2 separate regions of the Zea mays genome follow, and region 1 is linked to region 2. Evidence: chromatin contacts called from public Hi-C data. All regions are on one chromosome and are shown on one strand. The core of a region is the stretch at or near the end of the contact, and the rest is flanking DNA. Distances in the headings are between cores, read along the strand shown.

What was found. A called contact is a pair of places that touch in the nucleus more often than the background predicts.
Region 1: a Hi-C map of tassel shows a contact between it and region 2, with 2.9 times the contacts expected there. The contact joins the promoter of LOC103626027 here to the promoter of LOC103626013 in region 2. A contact is called at or near these places in 2 of 25 Hi-C or Micro-C datasets (ear and tassel).

Annotation. Positions count from the first base shown.
Region 1 is chr5:16,025,716-16,028,721 of Zm-B73-REFERENCE-NAM-5.0, forward strand. It overlaps LOC103626027 (probable WRKY transcription factor 2), which reads left to right and starts at 1,711. Exons shown (of 3, transcript XM_008646410.2): 1 at 1,711-2,223; 2 at 2,745-2,927. The coding sequence starts at 2,192.
Region 2 is chr5:15,258,060-15,261,074 of Zm-B73-REFERENCE-NAM-5.0, forward strand. It overlaps LOC103626013 (protein CDC73 homolog), which reads left to right and starts at 1,508. Exons shown (of 4, transcript NM_001353397.1): 1 at 1,508-2,588. The coding sequence starts at 1,619. LOC103626014 reads right to left here and starts at 1,395. Exons shown (of 2, transcript XM_008646399.4): 1 at 836-1,395; 2 at 389-751. The coding sequence starts at 1,276. The coding sequence ends at 545.

The sequences.
Region 1 (3,006 bases), core at 461-2,960, 770 kb after region 2:
CTGGTCGCGTGGTCGTCTGAAGTCTGAACGACGAACAGATGGTCGGATGGGCTGGCCGGGGCTGGCTGGCTGACTGGGCCTGTTTAGTTTGCATGTGGTGGGCCGACTAGACTTCAAAATTAAAACGAGCAGGCACTAGAAAATTGAAACGCACGCTGGAACAACGCACAGGCACAACACACGCAGGAACGGAAGCGTAACCGGGTACCCGTATCCTACCCGTACTTCTCGGGTATTTGCCGGATAGTGATTATCCTGTATCCTACACATATCCGACTGATACATATCCAGGTAGTATCCATATCCGACCCGTATACAAAATTACCCGTATCCGGTACCCGAAAAACAGGGTATTTTAAGTACCCATATCCGGTACCTGCCGGGTAATCCCGTCCCGTTTTCACCCCTATGTATGGCAGGATTATTGCCTACCATACATAAAGACTTGAGCACGTCAATCGGCCCCCCGTAGCAGAAAGGAGAGATCCACCAGGTCAGCTTCCGTCTCGTCCTTGTATAGGTAGGCAGTGCTACATGGGCAGGCAGAAGAGAGATCGACCAATAAAGAGTCCTCCCTCCTCCGGCACCCATATATAAACAAACTACTAAAAAAATTCAAATCCCCTCTAGTTTCGGAGGACATTTGAGTTTCCAAATTAGCATCTTCAATCCCTTAGGATTGAGAAAAATTAGGCTCCTTTAATTTCGAAGAAGATTTAAGTTTTTAGACTAGCATCTTTAATCCCCTCTAATCATAGAATGGATTTAATTTTCTAGTGTTAGTTTGAAAACCCAAATCCTCTCTAGGATCGAGGGGAGATTGGGCCCCTCTAATCTTAGAGGAGATTTGATTTTCTAAATTAACATCTATAATTTTCCAAACTAGCCCCCACGCCAATGAAAATGACATTTCTAGAAATCAATCACACTACTCACGCTGCTTCTTTTCTTTTCCCAGCGCATCCGTTCTTAATAATTAGGCGATGCCTCAAACCAGAGTATAGTCTTGGCTCATCCCCAGCGCGTCTCTCATCCGCATCCAGATCCTCCTCAGCCACCACCGCGCGCCACTGTCGTCGCATCGGAACGGACCATTGTGCCCATGAACATTACGAGCACGCCGATGCATGGGCCACATCACAGCAGGGGCGCATATAGGCCAGGGCGACAAATAGTTTTAATTGGCATCCCAGCATGTATTACCATTATCAGATGACGATGTTATTTTCATACAACAAAAAAGATCGGTTTATTTTTACGTACCACGCTTTTATTTCGTCTGTACAGTTCCTGTTCCCCATAGGAGTGTTTTTTTCCTTTTGGGGCAATTACTTTTTTTTTACCGCTGGCTAATAAAGGCAAAAGGTTCAGTAGGGCTCCTCTCCTGTTCTCTCAAAAAAATAAAGGCAAAAGGAAACGAGGCAGCAGCAGCTTCTTGGAACAATACCACGCAACACGAGGAACTGTCACTGACGTAAGACAAGTGACGTCAGCCACGCATCCGTGCCCATCCTTAGAATACGGCTAATGATGAGATTATGCGGGTAACCAATCGGACGGTTAGTGACTAAAGGGACTAATATCCAGTTGTAACTTTTTGTTGCAAATATTAGGCCTTGTTCGGTTAGCTCTCAATCCATGTGGATCGAGTGAGTTTAAATCTCAAACGAGTTAAATTTCTTCTTAATTTTTTTTTAAAATCTCATCCAATTTATGGGTAACAGGATTAACCGAACAAGTTCTTAGTTGTGTATCTTATTTCCACGTACACCTAGTTGCTTGGGTTGAGCTGAGGTGGATTGAAGTGGTTCGAGAGAGCTTTGAGAGGGATTTTGATCTATTGTGGATTTAGGCACTATTGACAGATCACAGTGTAAGGAGTATAAGGAGATGATGAGATCACAGTGTTTTTCTGGTTCGATCAAAAGTGCATGGCGAAGTTGGGTAGGACAGCATGTGAAACCCAAAAGTTCTGCCATCCCGTCTTGACAGAAGTTGACGTCGCATCTAAGAAGGTTCAATTCGGTTGACTAAGCCTTGATAATAAATATACCACCCAAAGAGCTTTCTCGTCACTGCTCTCCCGGCCCTCTCTAGTCTCAACGTTTCATTCCTTGAGCTTTGCGATGACATGGGAGCAGCGTTAGGGCGCAGGACGTAGACGACGACGTACGGTCACCGGCCGGCATCCATGGACGATTCAAGCTCACAGCCAGCCACAATGTATGCATCTCTCTCTCTCTCTCGTTCGTTGGCAATCATCAAAAGAATGGTTTTATTCTTCTTTCTATGATGTTTTGATGCGTTTGCCTAAAACGGGACCACACTCGGTTTATTATTGGTTGACAACTTATCATACCTTTGGTTCTCATGCAGCATGGTTCGTTATTATTGTTTTTTTTTTTTTTGTCAAATTCTCATGCAGCAACATGGAGATGTATATATATTGTCGTCCACAAACAGATGTCGTTCAAGTTCATGATATATGTATGCGTGGCCTAATACTATATATGAACTATATATAGACTCACTTTCCTATGTATACGTCTCAAATATCATCCCTGGCTGCTTGGAGCAAATAAATAGATCTAAGTATGAACCGCCTAGTTTACGCTGCTATATACTACTAGTTCTGCATCACTGTAGACGAAGCGGATTATAAAGTAATTAAGCACCCAACAGATAGGTTAGGTTCTCGACGACGACGATTTATGCGTAGCTAACGTTTCTAGCCACAACTGTAGTGATGCATGCAGAGTGAGCGGAGGAGAAGAGAGAAACCAAAGGAGGGAGGAGGACGACGACGAGGAGACGGCGGCGGCGGAGGCAGAGGCCGGCAACGGCAGCCAGCTGATGGTGGTGCCCGAGGACGGGTACGAGTGGAAGAAGTACGGCCAGAAGTTCATCAAGAACATCCAGAAAATCAGGTACTTTCTCCCTTCGATCCATTTCCATGTAGTTAGTGCAACTTTGACTATATATATAGCTGTCCACGCATCTTATTCG
Region 2 (3,015 bases), core at 258-2,757:
AGAGTAGTATAGATAAAGTATAAGATGATTGTAATACTGGTTTATTACTTGGTGTGTGGTTTGGACATGGGAATTAACGGTTTGGTTACTAAGAGCATGTACACCCTAGAGTTTTCTATCGTTTTTTTTAAGCAGAAGATACACCCCATGGTACCATAAGAATATCTTTAAAATTGCCCAGTTAAAAGATAATATATATGAAGAGTTGTATAGAGACAAACTTTTCATGAGGAACTCATCTCTTATATTTTTTAATTTACCTCTAAAACCTTTAAGAGACAGACTATTAAATGGTTTTATGTATGACCCAATTTGCTCTCGCCTTAGTAAAGGTTCCTTTTGCTTACGAAACAAATGCATCATTTTATATACTTCAACTATTTTGAAGTATAAAAAAATTAGTTTTTTTTAATACAATAACTTAAGTTATGCACTTAGAGATACATTATACGCAGTAGTCCATTTCTATCTTGCACAATTTATGGAACGCATATTACAGGACACACAACCATATGCAGGTAGCATAGCGACACCGGTCACCGGGTCACGCACGATCATCGGACGACAAGAAGCTATAGATCACCGCATCTCTGGCCCCGCTGCCGCGGCGTCCAGCGATGTAGCGGCGCAGCACCCCCTCCCTGTGGAAGCCGGCCTTCTCCAGCACTCTCTGCGACCGCACGTTCGCCACGTCCGTCACCGCCTCCAGCCGTTCCAGCCCCGGCAGGTCGTCGAACACCGTGCCCACCACCTGTGCGCGCGGCCATGGAGGAGATCCACGATTACGAACAACGCCATGTCCAAGAACGCCCATGCGAGCTGGTAATCACTGTACCATCCTGACGGCGGCGGCGGCGATGCCCCGGCCCCACTGGTCGTGCGCGAGGGCGTAGCCGAGGTTGGCCCTGCGACCGCCCTCGTCGGCGTACGGCCACACGGACACCTGCCCCACGGGCACGTCGCCGAAGCAGACGGCGCGGAACCACGGGTGGCCCAGCACGGTGTCCCTGATCTGCGCCACGGCCTGCTCTCGGGTGGCGCAGAGCGGCCGCTTCAGGTGCCGCATCACGCGGTCGTCCGACGCCCACGCCATGAAGGCGTCCGCGTCCGCCAGGCCCAGCGCCCGGAGCGACACCACCGGCGCGTGGTGTCCTCCGTCCCGTCGCTGCCCGTGCACGTCGTCGCCGTCGGCGGCCGGCTCCATCGCCGTGTGATGATCGACTCTGGCTGAGCTTAGCTTTGCCGCCCGGCCCCAGGCAGGCGTGCGCGTGCGCATCGATAGGTGCGACTTTGACGTGTCGCGGCCAATTGGTCGGTCATTCGGATAAGAACGCGACAGCACGAGTAATTAACAATGCTGCGCGCGCTACTGGATTATCTTGTCTCGCAGTTCTTTCGACTTTCAGTTCGTTCATACGGTGTGGTACGGCTGTTCATTTTTACGTGACGTATGCGCAGCAGCGGAAGTCTAGCAATATCATAGTATCGCAGCGCAGCCCATCATGTACGGCCCATTGGGCTGGTTCTGCTGCTTGCCGACGGTCCATCCCTACAGCCAGCCAGCCAGGGCAAACCGGCAAAACCCCAACGCAGGAGCAACACAGCGTCGCCGGCGGCGATGGATCCCCTCTCCGTGCTCCGCGACTACGCTGGCCGCAACGAGCTGGACAAGATCATCTTCTCCGGCGACGAGATCCACTTCGGCTCTGACTACACCTTCCCGGCTTCCACCCCCACCGCCTTCGCCTCCAAGCAGTCAGGTCGCCCCTACCCGCTCTCCGCTGCCGTCTTCCTCGCGCAGCACCACGACCTCAAGCACACCGACTTCATCCAGGCCGCGCGCCTCCGCCGCATCCCGCCCGTATCGCTCCCCGACCGCAAGACCTTCCTCGACTTCCTCCGCTTCGGCCACAACTCCCTCCCCTCCGCCGACCCGCTCCTCCCCTCCGCCTTCCAGCCGCAGGAGCCCCACCTCCATCCGCCCTCGCCTCCGCCGGAGGACCCCGCAGCTACCGAAGAGGCCACCACGGGAAAGCAAATCCGCGCGCTCGAGCGGCCCTTCAAGGACCGCAACTCAATCCTCGACGCCCGCGGCCGCGACTTTCTCGCCGTCTTCCATGCCGCCGTGCGCCGCCAGGACGAGCAGCTCAAGGGCGGCGGCAAGGATGCGGCGCCCTCTTCCCGCCCCAACTCTGGCTCCGTCGCTGCAGCCCTGGCCAAGCCCAAGGTGCTGGACAGGTCCCTGGGCGACGGCGTCGTGCCCATCATCCTTGTGCCCAGCGCCTCGCAGACGCTGATTACGATCTATAACGTCAAGGAGTTCCTCGAGGACGGGGTGTTCGTGCCCAGCGAGGAGAGGATGCGGGCGACCAAGGGAGGGAAGCCGGAGAGCGTCACGGTGCAGAAGAAGCTGATTCGTACGGAGAGAGCTGGCGGCGCTGGGGGTGCCGTCTCCTTCGAGGTTAGGGACAAGCCGGCTTCGCTCAAGTCAGACGATTGGGGGCGGGTGGTGGCCGTGTTTGTGCTCGGCAAGGAGTGGCAGTTCAAAGACTGGCCCTTCAAGGACCATGTAGAGATCTTCAACAGAGGTGTGCCTCTTACTCCTTTATTTTACATATGCATCTTCAATATGTTTTTGACATGGTCGTGTAGCTTCATTATGGTTTACGTTTGTAGCTTCATTTGCCAGGTAGAATGTTTTATCCGTATTACAGGATATGATTGCTTTGCTGTCATTGTTTAGGAGCTCATCTTCGGACCACTTACCTTCTTATCACAAATGAGTTGAAAGATATGTCAGTAGTGGCTTTGAGCAGCATATACTAGTCATGCTTATTAAGGCGTCGCTAAATGATAAGGCGAGCTTAAGCGTTAAGGCGTCCTGGTCGCCTTGCCCACGCCCTTAAGGCCTCACAAGGTGTCCGTGGGGGCGTCTGTAGGGTGACGCCTTAGTCATAGGGTAGGGTTTGGGAGGAGACATAAGTTTACCAGGACGATTGGACAAATCTCTATCTG